4 separate regions of the Mus musculus genome follow, and regions 1, 2 and 3 are each linked to region 4. A link is a contact called in public Hi-C, HiChIP or PLAC-seq and promoter capture Hi-C data. All regions are on one chromosome and are shown on one strand. Each heading gives the region's core, a stretch centred on a gene start, on an enhancer-like site or on the middle of the called end of the contact. The rest is flanking DNA. Distances are from core to core; before and after follow the strand shown.

Region 1 (4,335 bases), core at 1,672-4,171, 95 kb before region 4:
CATGGCTGTCAGAGAGGCCCCTCATTTTAATGAAGGTGTGACTGTCTACCATCACTCAACTCTGTGCTCACCTGCACTGTGTCACCCCTACCTCACATACCGATCCCTACTCACAGTGCAGGAGTTCCCACTCTCTGTAGCCTCAGCAACACTGATCCTCTTGGCACCTGCTTCCTTCTTCCTCCTGCTCCACACTCCCCTCTGCTAATCTCAGCCCTGTTCTCTGCCTGTCATGCCCATGCTGCCCCAAGCATGTATACCTCTTGTTCTACATCCTGCATGCAAAGCCACTGCTCAGCTCCAAACTCACTGATGAGGTAGAAAAAAACAACTTCATATCCCATGTCACCATGTTTTCCAAAAATGAAAAAAATAAATCAGTTAGAGCCTTACTACATTTTAAACAGAGAGCTCCCAAGCTCTGTCTGTATTAGCTACACTGACTATGTCACCTGGTTGCTCAGCTGAAATGGAGAGTCACTGCCAATGGGTGATGCTCACCCCATGTGAAGTCCTCCCACCTGCATATAAGCCACAGTAAAGGTTCACTCCAGCCGAGGAGATGTGTGAACACAGGATGACTCTGAGATTTCCACAAATGATTGCTGCTCTGCTTTTTTCTACCCAAATGAAAATTCCATTTTCTACTACACTAGTACATTACAAGGCCTCAAAACTATGAGCTTTGTGTGAGTCGTCATTATGAATCAAAGTTCCAACTAGACCATAGTTTAAAGATGGATGATAATGGGAACCTGAGAAAAAAGACAGGCCAATATGGCATGAAGGGGCAGTCTCATCTTTCTCAGGTCATCTTTGCCTTCTCTTGAGTATTTTTCCATAGAAGTCACACAAGGCTTATGCACACACTGCAGTCTACCCATACAAAGCAAAGACTAGGCTCTTTTCACAGGTCTGCTAGAATATTTAGCCCCAGGTCCCTACACTCTAGGGCCAGGCCTTCCGGTTATCTTCTTACTCTATATCACAAGATGGTGAAATGATACTACTCTATTTGTCATTCCTGTATCAGTAGAGGGAGCCCAAGAGCTTCCAAACTTCCTGAAAAATAATTGGCCAAAAATAATTGTGGACAGAGGGAAGAGAGGGTTTTTTTTCTTTTCTCTGAAGCCTGGTGCCAAATACTGGTGGATGCCAGTTTCTGAGTTCTGAGCAGAAGTAAATAAGAACTGAGCCAACTCTGGCAGCATCTTTGTAAAGATAAAGAACATCGCCATCTGGTGGGATGCAACACAGCCACAGCACCATGGCTTCCAAATTAGAGTGTCCCCACTGGTCCTCAGCACAGCAGACGGAGGACACAGAGCCTGCTACCACCAGCTGTCTGCCTTCCCAAAAGGCAGGCCTAATACATCTTTTAAGGCTTTGTTTTTGCAAAACTGTTAAGAGGGACTTCTCAGATGGAGAAAATCCAAGCCTGCAGAAAGAACTGGAAATGGCAGGAATGGAAGAATGGGCGAGAGAAGCGGAAGGAAAGGAACAGCCACATTCCTTGCTGTGTGTTACACTGTATTCAGCGAGAGCTCTATACAAGGGACAGGAGAATGATGGTTTAACACCTTTTCCTTCCTAATGGGTCTCGGGCTCCCTCTGCTGGCACGATGTTGTTGAAGAAAGTTCATGTTGGGCTGAGGCTGCTCCCATTCTACTGTGTCCATCTGAGTGGCTTTTTTTTTTTTAACTAATGAAAATGATTTTCCTACTGATGTAAAATGTAAAGACACAGGATTTCCTTTCAAACAAACAAAAAAAATGACATCTGAGTTACAAAACAATTGTGCAATAAATTTAGATTTGATGCATCCTGTTTTAAATGTCACACAATTTTTGTTTAAATCACTTTGAAGAACAGAATTCTGCCTCAGACTCAGTTCATTTATCCTCTGTGAAGTCTAATAACACTCGATCAAAAGCACTAACTTTCCTGTCTCTTGAGGATGTAGTTTCTCAACACCATTCCTAACCCACTGTTTTCTAAAGCTCCACTAAAACCATCAGCAAAATGATCATAAGGATTCGTGGCTTTTACCCCCACTGAGAAGAGTCAGCATGACTGAAGTAAATGTGTATGTTCTGCAGCTAACTTCTATTTTCTCCAGATGTCTGTCTACTTTTCATTCACTCTTTAATTACAGACTTCCTTATTTCATCTTATTAAATAAGCAAAAATTCTATGTTCCATTTATCCCTCATGCAAGGATGCACAAGCACAATTAGAATGTAAGGTCCTAGTTTAAAAAATACCACTGGTGATACCAACTTGATCTCACAAAAGCCCAGGAGATGCTTTCCATTTAGCACTCTCCATGTCCACAAGGTCCTGCTTCCTGAGAGTAAGTTAGTCCAGGTCCTAACTGGAAGAACTTCCATGGAGCTTGTGGAAAGACAGAGAGGCAGCTCAGCAAGGCCTCCCCTTAGGTCCCATATACTGGGATAAAGGAAGACAGTCTATCTGCTAGTTATAACCATTACAACATTCCCAAAAGAAAAAAGAAAAATCTACCCTTGCATAGCATGCAAATGCTACAGACTGATAAATGTCCCAACAGAGAAAAAAGTAACACTGCAAGACAAGCGGGAGGGACTGTTTTCAAGAAAAAGAGAGGGGACTCCCCAGCTGTCACAACTACTCCCAAGGTGCACAGATTTCTCCCTACTCATATTAATGGAAGTGGGTCATTTTGACTCTCCCCAAATTTAAACACCATTTGCTTCCCACACCTCCAGATCTACTACCATTGCTTCTATTATTACAATTCTGGTGGGTTGACTCACACAGATTAGAAACCAAAACAAAGACTTCTGCCATAATAAAAACAAAACTAGCAACCACTGACACAGTGAAACTAAAAGAAAAGCAAAAAACAAAAAACCTCAACTTGTAGCCAGCAAGAAGGAGAACTGAAATGACTTACTTATCATTTAGCTGCAGCTTAGCAGTAGATCGCCATCCACTCAGAGGTACATCAGAACACAAACCATGCTGCAAATTACCAGCCAAGTAGAATGGCTACTCACTTCTCTCAGCCTAGTCTACTCACGGGACAGTCACAAAGGACAATGGTATCACACTAACTAATAAAGCACACCTGGAGTCAGACTGAGAAGGCACTCATTACTGTACCTGTCACATCAAATGGCAGTAGCAGTTTGTCCTTAAAGTCACCCTGCTATAAAATCAGTGAAGATGGCAGAGATAGGGAGACACAGACCTGCTCCAGCCTGCTCCACTTTACAGGGCTATTTGCCCATCTGCACAATAGATCCTTAGGTCTGACCATCTTCTGGTCTAGGCTGCTTCCAGTGAGGATATTGAGTAGGATCTCTGGCTTCTACCTACCAGACAACCAAAAATGTCTCCAGATGTTGCCAAATCATTCCTAGTTGAGAGTCACTGCAGAAAGTCACTCAATTTCTGCTGGTGCCATGTACACACACACACACACACACACACACACACACGAAGAATTTGAGTGAATGAAAATATAACTCTGAATAAGAACAAAACTTTTACAAATGAAGAGATATTAATAGGAAGAATTTTTTTTTTCTGAGAACATATTCCAGAAAAACAAGTAAAAAAAACTTAAATGTAACAGTACGGAAATAAAATAGAGAAAGAAATAAAACTTTTTACATTAAAGATTTCTTTTTGGTGTCAATTAGCCAAATACCTAGCAAATTCTTTCCAATGCCTCATTCATCACCTCTAAGAAGATGCCTTTCCTGGACAAGCTGATCCGCAAGCATTTACTGCTCAGCAGCCACTCACCTGAGAGTCCCCCTCCGATGCCAGCAGCCTCACTGTTTTCACACTCAGTGTTTACTAAAGAGAGTTTCTAAGCAACATTATAGTCCCCATTCTCAGTTAAAACTAACTTCTTTCCTCATGGTATTTTACTTCAGCTTTGATTTTATTTTGCCAAACTACAATGGTGCTACAGTGTCTGAGCTATAGAAACTGTACTCACACTATCTCCAGTACTGAAAACATCTTAATCTATATCTATATTCAGAACATAAAAGGAACATGAAAACATTTCCCTCTTAAGATATAATTCACCTTAAAATCACTGAAAAATATCTCTTTGTAGATTTAATTATTCAACACATAAAATAAATTCCCTTTGAGAAGTGACTAGGCAAAACATGAGAAAACTAATTTTTGGTATTACAACACCCTCCTTTGTAACTGGCACAACAGTGATTACACACAGTGGTAGGACACAGTGTGGCATCTTGATGCATGGACAATGTGGGAGAAGTGACATTGGAGCAGGATAACTCATGTACCTATTACCCTCTCATTTACGT
Region 2 (4,665 bases), core at 1,099-3,598, 88 kb after region 4:
ATATTTCCAACCCAGCTATATAATGGTCACAAACCCAGAGCATGTCACAATGACTTTATTTAGTTATGCCATTGGATCAACAATGAGTCCACTGTGGTTTCCGTGAAGTCTGTGCTGGGCGATATGCTTCATCTGCCCCTTCAGTGTTTCATCTTGCTTGGATGGGCTTTGGTTTTTTCAGGTGTGAAGACCGTGAACATCTCATTGACAGAAACGTGGTTCCAGGTGAGTTAATGCCAGCATGCTAAGGATGACAAAACCCCAAGTCAGTTTGTCCACTACTCAAATTTAAGAGGCTTTGCAATCTGATTCAATGAGAGGACACCTGGGCTCAGGACATGGCCCAGTGGGTACTGCGCTTTCTTCACAAGCACAAGGAATTCATCTGGGATCCTCAGCATCCAGTTTAAGATGGGTGTGGCAGTGCGTTCCTGTACTTCCAGCACAGGGGAGGCGGAGTGAGAGAGTGAGTGGATCACTGGGGCCCGCTGGCCAGCCAATCTAACCAGTCTGCCCAATTGATGAGCTCTGGGTTCAAAGAGAAGCCCTGTCGCTAAATAAATAAATAAATAAATAAATAAATAAATAAATAAATAAATAAATAAATAAAGGCAGAAAGCAATAGAGGAAGACACCTCACAATTGACCTCTGGAGAATCTTGAGTTTGAAGTGAGTGGATCTAGGTTATATAACAAGACTCTATCACAAGCAAAAACAAAACAAAATAAAACAAAACAAAACAACAACAACAACAAAAAAAACAGAACTGGAATGTAAAGAACAGAGAAGAAAATTATTTCAGAAGGTATGGAACTAAGGAATTGAGCAGGAAGGCAACCCCTCAAAGTGGCAATACTTCAAATGTGTGTTTTCCCACCTTAGAAGCTGACAGTTAAAAAAATAAAAATAAAAAGCTAGAACTGCACACAAAGAAGAAATTTGAATCAGTCAAGAAGTTTGCTGCTAGTGCTAGTGCCAGTGATGGCTACACAGGATAACCCCTTCAGGTGGTTGTTGCTGCTTAGATGAACACAAACAAGAAGAACAGTGGGGACTTGTAACTGTGACATTAGGCAGAAGCCAAGAGGCAGGGGCTTTAAAACAGCCACAGGCTAAAAGGCAAACTGATGGCAGTGGATAGCTGTGCCTCCCTGGCCCAAAGCCTAAGAGTAAATTCTTCAATGAATGTGCTTAGCTATCTCCTACATCAAACACTCATCCAAGTGTGGGCTACACTGACCAGTCTTCAGCTGACTGAGCAGTTAAGCCAACGCTAATGGAATGCAGTTAGTTGTTTCCTCCTCAATTGGTCTGACAAGATGGAGGACAGATTTCAAGTCATCCTGGGCAGAATACAGTTTCATTCCAATCTCAATAAGAACCACGCCCAAGACTTGAAGCTTCTTTGCTCTCCTGACTTGATGGCCTTGTCCCTTCTTGCAAGGTGCATTATATTTTCCCCGTACCCGGGGATCATTAAAACCCCATTAACCTGTCTTCAGTGATTCATTTGGTTCTTTCTGTGAGAAGGTCCTCTAGGAGAGGTGTCCCTCACTCAGGCGATTCTCCGGTCACATAACGTTGCTTGTTTTCACACAACGCTGCTTGTTTTAAATATGTAACATGACATGGTAATGAGGCAACATGACTAAGGAATGCTGGCATCATTTTTCGTATTCAGCCTAGATGTTATCAGTTAACTGGACGGTTACCTCAAGTCTTGAAGTTGAGGGCAGGTATTTGTTAAAGCCACTCCATCCAGCAGCCTGGGGTTCCCAGCACTTGGAGGCTAAGGTACATGTTTGTTTCTGTGGCATCCTACTGCAGAGTTACAGTGCTCATTCCTCTCCAGCTGCTCTGCCACCTTCCCCCCTCTATACCGAACCACCTCCCTCCTCTACTCAGAACTCACCAATGATCCCTCACTGTTAATGATTTTGTTAGGGTCAGAACCTGGATTTTAGCAGCTGAACAAGCCAGGCTCTCTCTTCCCTGTCCTCCATATACCAATTAAACAAAGGTAATAACAAAAAGCAGAAAAAGGGAGATTTCCCACCACAACGTGTCCACATTGAAATGAGGAATAAAGAGGTCTAGTGACCCACAAGTTCAGCTTTCTGTCTACCACTGCACTGCTGTCCCTGCCTTCCACTTGCCTTCAACTGCAAGGCTACTGCCATCCATGTACCAGCTCGAACTCTCAGGCCAAGGCTGATCTGATCCTTCAGATCATTTCAAGCGTCAGTTTCTTCTGCCAGAATGTCAGCGCGGTGATGAGTAGGTGAAGTCTCAGGCAGTAGGGTAGCGAGATTGAGGACAGCAGGGTGAGCGAAGGCCACTCGTTCAGTCAACAAAAAGCTCTGATAATGTGTCCATCGGTCAGGGGAATGGTTGGATAAAGTTTTCAAGAGTGTTAGTCAGCCATCGGTCAGTGGGGCTGAGAGACCACACTTTCTAGGTCATGCACCAAGTTTTGTCTCAGAGTCAATTTATCTGCGTCCTTCACCAGAAGCCACTATGTTCAGACAAGCAGGCCATCTTACAGTCACAGGTCTAATTTCTTACAAGTATGCCACAGTTCTTTTCCAGGGCCCCAATATCTGAGTAAGAACCTCTTTGGCAATACCTTTGTTCTCAGTCACATCTAGGAGGCCCAAAGCTGGGGACGACATTAGGGCAGTCTTGATGGCATAGGGCTGTTTATCTCTTTAATTCAGCAAAACCTGGAATCCACAGTCTTCAAAAGCCCGCAGTGCCCAGGAACTTTTCTAACTTGTTTTGCACTGGTCGGTGGGGGAATATGAAACACAGTCTCTTTTCTAGCTGCTTCGACAAGTAGGCCACTGGCCTCTTCCAAGGACTCGGCTTCTGTGTTAGCACCCCTTTTGCTAGCCTTTTACTTTTAGCCACGAACTGTGACGGGTTTGGTCATGGAGGGGAGGGCCACTCCCACAGCCTCCTCTATGTCCCCTTCAGCAGCCACAACATCCAGGGCCACTGACTTCTCAGGGACCACCCCTCTTTTGCTCCGGGTTTCCCGAGCTCATTTCTCCCTAGGCTCTAGGTCCATGGGTGGGACCACTGTGACCCGCTGGCTGCTTCCTGGAGTTGGAGTGGGAGGCAGGGCAGCTGAGGATCTGAAAGGAAGTGGTCAGCATAGGGATCTGACAGGATTCTTAGGTTTATTCCAGAGGGCATAACTCAAAAACAGTTGTCAGTTGTTAGTCCAAGTCTGAACACAAAGAGACACACAAGACACACATAGAAACCGTTTTCAGGCAACCACCATAGAATCACAGTACCACAGAAATGACAAATACAAGCAAGACCAATACAGGGTGTCTTACACGTGATTTCCAGAGAAGCCTGACACTATCTGTTCCAGGCATATACTGAACCCTAGGTGCTGGGTTGAGAAGGACTGTTTCAAATCTAACTTCCCAGCTTGACACCAGAGCATCCTCCAGCGTTGTGGCCTGCAACGTTTTGACATGTCTCACTGTCACTGCAACCAACCCAAATGGACCTCTCCGTGGGAAGGCCCCCAGAACCTGAGACCGGCCTAAAACCAAACCAAGATAATCAGTCAATCCCTTGGAACCAAAACCATACCTGAAACCAGACAAACCAAAAGCAAAACAGAATCAGAAGGTGGTCTAATGGAGGACACACAAGTGAACAAGACAGACAGACAGACACCCAGACATACAGTCAGTCAGGCAGGCAGGGAGGGATTCCAATTTATCTCCTATGTACAGTGTCTGTGTCCCATGATGAAAACCACAAACAAAAACAAGACAGCAACAGAGGAAAAAAAAGACACCAATATATCTAAGCACACTCATCCATGCCTGGACTTATACAATCAGCCAAACACGACTTCCTGACAGGGGTCAGATTCCACATGACTTCCTTCCTGACTGGGGGGTTGGGGGGGGGAGGACTCTGCTTCCACCCCCTTCCACCCGTGGAATGTCTTCCAGGGTTGCAGCCTGTAGGGCCTTAGGACGTCTTCCTCCCGCAGCCACTAGATCCTCCCGGTCCACAGTGGCAGCTACCAGAATACAGAATACCAGAACTAGGAACCCAGGCGGGACTCGAACCCACAATCCCAGAACTGAAAAACCAAGACACAAATTCAGCGGTGCCACACTTAGACACTTAGACAACAGACAACATACAAGACTCACACAAACAAACGTACCTCCAAGGGGTCTTTCGGGGTTCCTGGGTGTCACGCAGATCTCGGTGGAACCTCCAAATGATAGAACCTAGTGGGGAAACCCCCCACTCAATTCCCAATCCAGCGTGCACCCAAAGAATCACGAATAGACCGTCTTGATGTAATTACACGAGGTAGTTTAATGACGGAGCTCTGGACTGACGTGTATCCCACACAGGAGATAACGGATGTCAACCATGAGGCTCAAAAGCTAGGGGTTTTTATGGGGTAAAGGGCTTAGGGGTGGGGAATTCAGCATAGCGACACACTATTGGCTTATTCAATCATCAGCAGAAAAATTACATGTACGTGCAAGGTGTCAGAGTTCTGTGAGTTGTTGACTCAGTTCAGATAGCCCTGTTATGTCCTCATATTCCTCTTTATCTTTATGGTCAAGCTGCCCCCAGGAATGCTTTAACTACGGGGCATACATGGGTTTATT
Region 3 (4,474 bases), core at 1,804-4,303, 68 kb before region 4:
GCTAGATTAATCACTAAGTTTGGTGATCACACAGCTGAGCAGTCAACTGCAGGTCTCCCACCACCTTTGCTACAGAGGAAAGCTCTGGCTGAAGTCACCTAGTGGGTTAAACTCTTTGCTCTGTGAAAAGCTTCACTTCACTGTCTTGCTCAGGGAAAGTTGTTCTTTCAGCTATCTTTCCTGCTTCTCCAGGGACAGCTGCCTTTGGCTACCCTGGGGTGAAACATGCCTGCTATACACTTTTGTAACTGCCGAGTTAGCTATTCCTGGGGAAAGGACATAAAATGGCATGGGACATAATGCTATTTAGTCAGCAACTTCTCTTTAAATTTGCAGAACGAACCCAGAACCTTTTATGGATAACAACAGTCTGTGTGACAGAAAAGCAAACTAACCAAAATTCAGAAATAGTATCATTCCTGCCAAATTCAAAAGCCTACCCACTATGCCCATACCCAAAATCAGTATCTATGGAGTCTTATACCTGCAACCCCTCAACATGGCTTCTTCTTTTTCTAAGACACACAAGAGTCCTCATCTTCCAACTTGTCACCTCGTTGCCAATAAAGTGCTTCCTTTCCCATCACCTTCTCTCTCAAATGTGTGGTTTCTCCAGGCAGCAATGAAACTTGACTTTCTGTATCCTCTTAGTCAGGGTTTCAATTGCCATAAGCACCATGATCAAAAGCAAGTAGGAGAGAATAGGAGTTTAACTGGCTCGTGCACGCCCATCACTGTTCATTACTTAAGGAAGTCAGGACAGGAACTCAGATAGGGCTGGAATTCGGAGGCAGGAGCTGATGCAGAGGGAGGCCATGGAGGAAGTTGGTTTATTGGGTTGCTCCTTACGTTTCCCTCAGCATGCTTTCTTATAGAGCCCAGGGATGGCCTCACCCATAATGGACGGGACTACCCAATCAATCACTAATAAGAAAATGCCCAGGTTTGCCTGCAGCTGAATCTTAATAAGGCATTTTCTCAATTGAGGTTCCCTTCTCTAGCTTGTGTCAAGCTGACATAAAAGTAGGCAGCACATGCAGCTATGCTGCAACTGATGCTCATGCAAACATACTGCAAATGCTCAGCCTTTCAAAGGAAAAAAGGAACATCTATAGCTACAGCAGGATACTCGTATTGGACAGAAAGCACACAAACACGGAAGAGAACTGGGAGAGAAGCCAGCTGTCTCAGGCCTGCTCATTAGACCCTCCACTTCAACAGGTCCCAGTTTTTACCTGCCACTCCGAGGTCTGTGCAAGATCATTTCCTTACCTGGTTTAGTCTATCTCCTGCTGCTCCACTCTGCTAGGAAGACTATACGCTGAGCTCTTCTGCTCTGCCTCATAAATTTCCAATCCTGTTTCCTCCTTTTTCTAGTATATATTTATGTTACAGTTTCTTGCTTACTGCAAAACTGTTTATCTTTTTTAAAATGTTAAATGTCCTCATGCCAAAGCTTCAACTTTAGAACCAAAGTCCAAAGTCCTTATAAAGTCTTCCTGGCTCTGACTTGTATGGTGAGAAAGGTTTGGCTTATAAATTCCTAAGTGCAAGAAAGACCTAAGATTCTTCTTCCCTGCTAATCTCTGGCCACATGTACAAGCCCAAATAAATACATAAATAAATCCACACTCACTATTTTTAAAGAACCAAAAAGAGAGAGAGAGAGAGTTTTGGAATACTTTCTTGAAGCCACTCAATCTCTCTCTCTCTGTCTCTGTCTCTCTCTCTCTCTCTCTCTCTCTCTCTCTCACACACACACACACACACACACACACACACACACACACACGTCACAATATCCAACACAGCAAGTACTCTAAGGCTGTGGAACCAAGGTAAAAGATTTGCTAAATACAAAACTAAAACAACCCTATACATTATGATTCCTAATCAATTTTGATAATGATACATTTAGTTAGTTACTTCCTTAGTGTTCTGAGACAAAGTTCCATATAGCCCAGAGTAATCTCAAGCTAGCCATGTAGTTAAAGCTTAAAGTCCTGTTCCTCCTGCTGCCATCTCTCAAATACTGGGATTATAAGTTTTTAATCATTGATCAGTGGTACACTTATCTGTTATAAGATAGATTTCTAGTGTAATAAAATTGGCTAGCCATAAGATGCCAGTCAAAACTGATCCCAGATACGTCTGCCCAGGAACACCAAGCCTGCTGCAAAGCACTGCACCGCTCGACTGCGGCCCAGCTCCTGCTCACTTTCTTTTCCTTCCCCTGCTCTTTCCAGCTTTCTGCTCCAGCTCTTCCCAGCTCTTCCTTTCCTACCTGAGGTATGTTATTCCAGGGCCCTGGATAAAGAGCTTTTCTCTCCTTTATGTCCTTTCTCATTCATCTCATTGCTCTTGTGCCACAAACATATACATACACACACACACACACACACACACACACACATACACACACACACACACATTCATTCATGTCATGTAACATGACAGGGAAATTACAACTTTCTGAAAGTGCCTCTGGGTTGTGTGAGTGCTGAAAGTCTCCAAACACTGGGTTTACTAGGCCCACCCTCTGAGCTGAGTCTACTATGGAACATGAAAGTATTTTTTAATTTCCCTTTGTTATATAGATGGGAAAAAAATGTAGGTCAGAAAAACTTGTGACAAACTAAAAGTAGGACTGGAAGGGAAATTTTTAGGCCAAATCATCAATGCTATTTACCATGTCATAAGTAAAACCACAATGCTACAGTTTGGATCTGGAATGTACCAATCTTCCCCCGGGCCAACGTGTGACTTGGTCCTGGCTTGGCACTACTGGGAAGTGGCATAAACTTTAAGAGGTATGACGTAGTGGGATAGCATAGGTCATGGCAGAGTGTGCCCTCAGACAAGACTGTAGGGCGCTAATCTCTTGATCTTTTTCTCACCCATCCATGAGGTAAACAGGCCTCAATCTGCTTCCTGTTCCTGCTTTAATATGCGGCCCTGCCAAAGGCCCAAAGCAACAGGACCAAGTGACCCTGGACTAAGACCCTTGGAACTGAGACAAAATACACCCCTGTGTTTACACTGATGTCCCTGCACATGGCTTACAGCAATGGGAAGCTGATTGACAGGAACAAAGATGACATCAACTTTATGACTGTATAGCACACACTGACCTGTCGAAATACTTCATTCACAAAATTCACATAACCCCGTGTTGACAGGAGGATCCGCTGCACCATCTCATACACTGTCCGATGCTCCTCTTCAATGCTACAAAGACTGGAGTTGCTGAGTCTTCGGTCAGACAAGGTGCTGCTGTTAGAATGGCTTTTGTCCTGTTCTGTGGACCCAGCACCATCCAGCTCTGGTACCTTCTCTTGTATTGCACCACCACCAACAGTCTGGAAAATGTCACCACAGATCTCAGCAATCCACACCCTCACTCACGAGCACCTAGCAAAATGTGGGTCCTGTCCTGCTCATTACCTTCTGGGGTTTGTGAATGTTGCAGGACTAGAGAAGCAATGCACACTCCCATAAGTGTGAGCATGTGTTCTGCCACTGATCCACGCCCCTACACCCAGGTCTGGCCTTGTTCCAAGTACTCTGATTGCCACCAATTGCACAGGGTACAAAGCAAGATGAACGTCAGCAGTTGCCTCAAACATGGACACCTGAACCTCTACTTACCAATTTCCTAATTAACCAAATAATCCTCCCTGAACTCAGTGACTTTAACAGGAAAACTACTAAGTTATTTCAGGGAAGAGGACTGTGAAATCTTGTCAGCTAAAAAGTTTAATTTGCATTTGTGAAATCACAGAGTAAGTTGATGTGTAAGTGCAATGTGTGCCATCATCACACCAGGGCTCTATACTTACACACTTAACTCTGCTGTCACAGAGGTGTGAAAACTTGGGAGACTGCTTATAACAAAAGGCTCAAAAGGCCCAGGCTCAAAAGGCTGGTAGTTAACATTTTCCATCTCTTCAAATGTTGTTCTTGGAGGCCCCGGTGGCCATATAAGAAATCTAATGACCTTGTTAGTGAGACAGCATAGATTAACTAGTTCCAGCCAGCTATCTCTCCAGCTAGCACTAACAGGTTTGTGGATAAAGTCACCTTAGATCCTCCAGACCAACCATCCACCAGCTAAACGATCACCACCCAAGGGCCCATGAAATATATTACAGGTATCAAGCCAGATTCTGTCCCACTAAGTAAAGACAAAACATAGTGTTAACGGGGTTCTGTTTTAAGGCACTAAGTTTTGAGGTGGTTAATATTACAGCAATGAAATAATTAAACTAGCATGAAGAATTATGTAGTATCAAGTTATTTAAACATAAGCTCCAGACCTAAGACTGCTTAGTGGATAAAGCACGTGCTGTACAATTATGAAGAGCTGGCTCTAGAAGGAGATCTGGCTTCCATGCACTAGAATCAAGCTGGAATGTGAAGCCATTGGCATGAGAGTCGATGCAGAGACGATGTCTAGTCCTCTGGTACATGCAGA
Region 4 (4,904 bases), core at 1,696-4,195:
ATGCACTAGTTTTCTTTAAAGTCGTCAAACTACTATTGTAAAGCAAAAGTTTACACCAAATATTACGGCTAGAACTCCTCAATTTTTAAAAAATTAAATTTAATTTTTTTAACTTATCCACTTTACTTCCTGTTCACTGCCCCCCTCTCAATCATCCCTACCACAATCCTTCTCCCTCCCCCTCCCCCGACTCCCTCACCCCTCTCCCCTCCCCTTCTCTTCTGAGCAGGTGGGAACCCCTGTGGGTATCCTCCCAACCCTGGCACATCAAGTCTCTACAAGGCTAGGCACTTCTCCCACTGAGGTCAGACAAGGCACCCCAGCTAGAAGAACATATCCCACATACAGGCAACAGCTTTTGGAATACTGTTCCAGTTGTTCAGGACTCACATGAAGGTCAAGCTGCACATCTGCTACATATGAGCAGGGAGGCCTAGGTCTAGACCATGTATATAGAATTCCTCAATTTTATTTTTATTTTTTTGAAAAAAAAAAGAGCCCCTAAAGTTAAAGATCACAGTAGGACATAAAGGAAACTTGGCCACCATCAACAACAAAAGTATTCCTAATGAAATATGGAAGAACTCTACACCGCAAACAGTATTTTAAACAGATTTTTTTTTCACATACAAAGATGATTCAGGCTGCAGACATGGCTCAGAGGTTAAGAGCACCTGCTGCTCTTATACAGAATTTGGTTCCCAGTAGTCCCTCAGAGCAATTCACAATCACCTTTAATTCCAGCCCCAGGGGATCTGTCTACTGGCCTCTATGGTAACTATACTCACTAGCACAAAGCCCACCACACACACACACACACACACACACACACACACACATTAAAAAGATAAAATCATAAAGAGATGCCATTGGCCAGGTTCACAGCCTATCCCTGCCACTTGCACCTGGAAGGAGCCACACACCTTAGGGGAGAAATTAAGGATACTCAGACCTGAAAGTATCCATTTTCTCTGGACGGTAACAAAGACAGTGTATCTCTAAGAAACCACTCTGGTCTAGGTTTTCTGTCTTTATAAAATGTAGCCAACTTAATCTTGGCCTTCTTGGTCAGAACAAAGGTTTAAATTCTTCAGCACAGAAAAAGTTCCAAAGTATCAAATGCCTTAAAATACTGTTCAGTTCTCCTTTATCAAGAATGCCCCTGCAGCAGGAACTAATCAGATACTAAGGACCCAACACAAAGCACTTGTGTGCCTAGACATTTCACTACAGGAAGGAGAAAGTTCAACTTACCAAGAACATCACATTTTGCTTTCAGAAGTCCAGAAACTAATCCTTCTAACAGTAACTGATTTACATTCATTATAAACTGAACACATTAAGTGTAATATCTGGGGATCTGAGATAGTAACTTCAGTTGTCAAAATCTGGTGGGTTTTGAGGGGGAAGGGAGTAGGTTTTGAGGCAACAGTCATGGTTTTGAGTTTTGCATTTGGTTGGTTCATTGGTTGGCTGATTGGCTGGCCAATCCCCCACTCAGAAATAGTTTACACAATATAAATAGAAATAATTAGCAACTCTTAATCTCATTAACAAGAATGCTTAAAATTCTCACCTATAAAATGAATTCTTTTGTGCCCTATTTTCTCAAGTGGCAGATGGTCTAAAATTTTAAAAACACTGGGTTTTTAATTTTTTATTATTGTTTCAACAGTATACATATGTAGAAGAAACCTGTCTTTTCCTTGGCCCCCAAATACAGATAAGTCTGTCCAGACAGACAGAAGATAGAACTAATGCATAGCCTAGCCAAGCTACACATCACCAGCATCAGATAACCTGTGGACACTTCACACCCACAGGGGAGAGCTTTCAAGCCATCACAAGTCAATTCCAGGCCCACTTGGGCTCTGCAGAACCTCCACCCTGCAGGCCATGAATAGGGAAGGCAAAAGGGAGTAATGGTTGTCACTCTGATGATAAGGGAGAAGCTGCCTCCCTGGACCCAAAGAAAGCCTAGCTTCCTCTGATCAGAGCCCCCTTCACACCAAAGACCCAAGGAAACAGCTATCAGCCGGACCCTTCCATCCTCCCTCCCCCAACCCCCAAAAAATGTAAATTTAAAAGAGAGAAGGGCAGGAGAGAAGAAATGACATCTAATCTGTCCTGGGGTCAGCTGAAATCAATCCTACCTAAAGTCTTACACTCAAACATAGTAACATTTTAAAAGGAGAGTGAGTGAGAGATGGTAGTTCAACGAAGTCTGTGATGGGACCACATGAGCTATTGGTCTAACCCAAGTTGTCAAGAATTTAAATTTTTAGAATGGGAGAGGGAGAGGGAGGTGGCAGAGAGGAGGTGGCAGAGAGGTAGGGCTGCGTGTGCGTGTGTGTGTGTGTGTGTGTGTGTGTGTGTGTGTGTGTGTGTGTGTGTTCAAGCCCGCCCCACTTGTGCTTGGTTTATTTCCTGGAGAGGACAGCTTATAGTCACCTCTGTGCCTGCTCTCAGGCACAGAGGTTACCCGAGGCTAGGCACCCAAAAGAGAATCCTGGCTAAGTTTACACTTGGGACGACAGAGCAGCGCCCAGGGCCAACGTACAGCCTTCAGGAACAATGCCTCAAGGGTCCCGATCTAGGCTAGCAAAGGTCGGCTGCGCACCATTCCCAGCTCTCTACATCACTCGGACCTGAGACCCCATCAGGCCCACGCCGCGGGTGGGACCCGGCCCTCCCGGCAGGTGGCTCTGACCCACAGCCCACGCCCCACGCCTCACCCAGCAGCGCCCGCAGGTGCTTCAGGCGGGTCAGCACGTCCTTCTTGGGGTCCAGCACCTTCTGCGTGGACTTTTTCACATCTCCGTGGCTCCTTCGGGAGAACATCCCGCCGCGGTAAGCCTGGGCCCCGCCGGCGGGGCAGGAGGCGCCTGCGCCGCACGAGTCACTGCATAGGGTCGCGACGGGCGCGTGTCGCTCCGGCCACAAGCCGCCCCCCTCCCGGCCGCCTCGCCGCCTCAGCCTCAGCGGAGGCTCCAGGAAGGAGGGGCGGGCCGAACGGTCAGGGGCGGGGCAGGAAGGCGGTGTCGATGCGAAACCCTCGGCCCCGCCCCACGGGTGCCTCTGGTCCGCCCTCCGGCGCGACGCACGCGCACATCCCGGACTGTTCACGCACTAGGAGCCTGAGGCTAGGAACCTCGCGGGGACGCGCGCCCAGCTTCGAGTCTGCGCAGTGACCTCCAATCAGATTGCGGTGTTTTCCATATGACCAGGACCGCGAGCTCCCGCCCCTATATGGGCCGCAAGTGCTCCCGGGAACTGTAGTCCCCACAAGACGAAGCGCAGCGACCTGCTTTCCAGAGTGCTAGATGCCACCCTTGAAACTCACACTCCCTCCCCTCTACTGCCTGGCCTGCGTACCTACCCCTCCCAACCCCCCACTCTCTCACAGACACACACAAAGTAAGAAAAGCTGTAGGACTTTTAAATTTTGAAAACTATTTCTAGATTTTTTTTTTTTTTTTTTACTTCTGGATTCACACTAAGGAGCAAGACAAAGCACGTGTGGCCATGTCAAAATCTGATCTCTAATTTCACACTAAAGTAAATAAATGGCTTTGGTAGCAGAGAAGAGTGGGCCTGTTGTCCAGTGAGGTCCACTCAGTCCCCAAGGCATCTGGAACCCAATCTCAAGTGCAGAGGTCAGTCTTGCCTCTTGCTTTGCGGATAGAGCTCCTGGGTTATGCAAGGCCTCATAGCAATCCAATAACAGAACCAGAAATAGAACCTGAAGGACCTGACTCTCGGGCCAACATGCTTTTTAAGGCCAGATGCCTATTCACTGAAGCAAGACTTTAAGACAGAAGATGCTCAAATGATTTCTTACCAGAAAACTGACTATATAATTGTTTATTATCATCTGGATCCCCAAGGTTTGATATTTTGGCTTTATTAGCAAGTACCTAAAGAGGCACCTTAGAATCACATGTTTTTCATCCAAATAGGCATAATCCAAGAGTCTTTTTCTCTAGTGGAGGAAAGTGCTAGAAATGTACACACCCTTGTATTAAGCTTGGTATTTGATCTCTACAGGCACTCAATAAACTCATTAAGTTAAAAAAAAAAAAAGATGATAAAGCAGCCCTACACATTTCAACTCAGCATGCAAAAACTTCTCCGTTCTGGTAAATTCTATTTTTAGAGTTATCAAAATAGCATGGCTACGACTAAGATATACCCAAAGGAACAGTATTTAGCCAAAAAAACAAAACAAAACAAAACAAAACAGACTACAGACAGATCACCTAACAGCAGAAATCTCACAGACCTAGAGATGTAATCTCCATGCCTAGGATGATGGGAGAGCTGTTGCGCCTCCTGCATCCCCAGATGACATCATAGATGAAGGCCATAATCTCCCCAATTCTGTTGTAAGGGAGAGAAGTGATGCTGTCTCTAACATTACGGCAAGAGTATTTGTCACCATCAGTTTATCCTGTGCCCTGTTTCAGATTTTAAAACACATGTTCACTGTTCCATTCCTTTGAACAAGGACATCTTTTCTTACACTGATTGAAAAAGTAAAATGAATTTATCCCACTGAAATCAATTTTTCTCTTGCAATGTGAGCTCTCATTATTAGCAAACATCTAGTAAAGACCTATGGTGTAAAAACAAGATCCTAAGCCCAGGAAATAACAGATATTACAAGAAGCAGTTCTCTCACTGCCAGAGCTTCCAATCCAACTGAGGAGGAAAAACTAGACAAATATATGCATTTCTGTATGCTAAATATATGGCAGTGTTAGAAACTGGATAGACAAAAACCAGGCATCTATGCATGTAAGTTCATCTCATCTATCATACTTACAGAGTGAAGACATAAGACTGCAACACCCACCTCCCTTTTTAAAAGAATCACGTATTAGTGTTTTGATGCTTATTTACCC

Evidence for each region. Promoter capture Hi-C pulls out the DNA fragments that hold promoters and counts their contacts. A called contact is a pair of places that touch in the nucleus more often than the background predicts. HiChIP or PLAC-seq counts read pairs in DNA pulled down with a chosen protein or histone mark.
Region 1: a contact with region 4 is called in a BATF HiChIP or PLAC-seq map of CD8 T cells, with 6 read pairs. The contact joins the enhancer-like site here to the promoter of Ralgapa2 in region 4. A contact is called at or near these places in 2 of 39 promoter capture datasets (hippocampal neurons and stem cell-derived epiblast-like cells), 3 of 115 datasets of contacts at active chromatin or transcription factors (CD8 T cells, effector CD8 T cells and memory CD8 T cells) and 3 of 9 other capture datasets (adipose tissue, liver and pancreatic islet).
Region 2: a contact with region 4 is called in a promoter capture Hi-C map of liver, with 3 times the contacts expected there. The contact joins the enhancer-like site here to the promoter of Ralgapa2 in region 4. A contact is called at or near these places in 3 of 39 promoter capture datasets (3T3-L1-derived adipocytes and liver), 10 of 484 Hi-C or Micro-C datasets (LSK cells, cortical neurons, epidermal suprabasal cells and 6 more), 6 of 115 datasets of contacts at active chromatin or transcription factors (bone marrow-derived macrophages, embryonic stem cells and liver) and 2 of 9 other capture datasets (adipose tissue and liver).
Region 3: a Hi-C map of liver shows a contact between it and region 4, with 2.3 times the contacts expected there. The contact joins the enhancer-like site here to the promoter of Ralgapa2 in region 4. A contact is called at or near these places in 3 of 484 Hi-C or Micro-C datasets (the MNK3 cell line and liver), 2 of 115 datasets of contacts at active chromatin or transcription factors (effector CD8 T cells and embryonic stem cells) and 2 of 9 other capture datasets (adipose tissue and liver).

The regions. Positions count from the first base shown.
Region 1 is chr2:146,413,615-146,417,949 of GRCm38.p6, forward strand. The region is part of intron 16 of Ralgapa2 (Ral GTPase activating protein, alpha subunit 2 (catalytic)); the gene reads right to left. Among named protein-coding and RNA genes, the nearest start is that of Ralgapa2, 96 kb to the right of the region's middle. Within about 2 kb of position 2,922, at least 18 of the 459 cell types and tissues checked have an H3K27ac peak or open chromatin away from gene starts, as enhancers often do. A contact at or near this core is called in CD8 T cells and memory CD8 T cells, where this site is marked.
Region 2 is chr2:146,597,388-146,602,052 of GRCm38.p6, forward strand. No RefSeq gene overlaps it. Among named protein-coding and RNA genes, the nearest start is that of Gm52577, 24 kb to the left of the region's middle. Within about 2 kb of position 2,349, at least 2 of the 459 cell types and tissues checked have an H3K27ac peak or open chromatin away from gene starts, as enhancers often do. A contact at or near this core is called in liver, where this site is marked.
Region 3 is chr2:146,440,653-146,445,126 of GRCm38.p6, forward strand. Ralgapa2 (Ral GTPase activating protein, alpha subunit 2 (catalytic)) reads right to left here. Exons shown (of 41, transcript NM_001033348.3): 10 at 3,132-3,359. Among named protein-coding and RNA genes, the nearest start is that of Ralgapa2, 69 kb to the right of the region's middle. Within about 2 kb of position 3,054, at least 11 of the 459 cell types and tissues checked have an H3K27ac peak or open chromatin away from gene starts, as enhancers often do. A contact at or near this core is called in the MNK3 cell line and liver, where this site is marked.
Region 4 is chr2:146,509,059-146,513,962 of GRCm38.p6, forward strand. Ralgapa2 (Ral GTPase activating protein, alpha subunit 2 (catalytic)) reads right to left here and starts at 2,946. Exons shown (of 41, transcript NM_001033348.3): 1 at 2,736-2,946. The coding sequence starts at 2,841.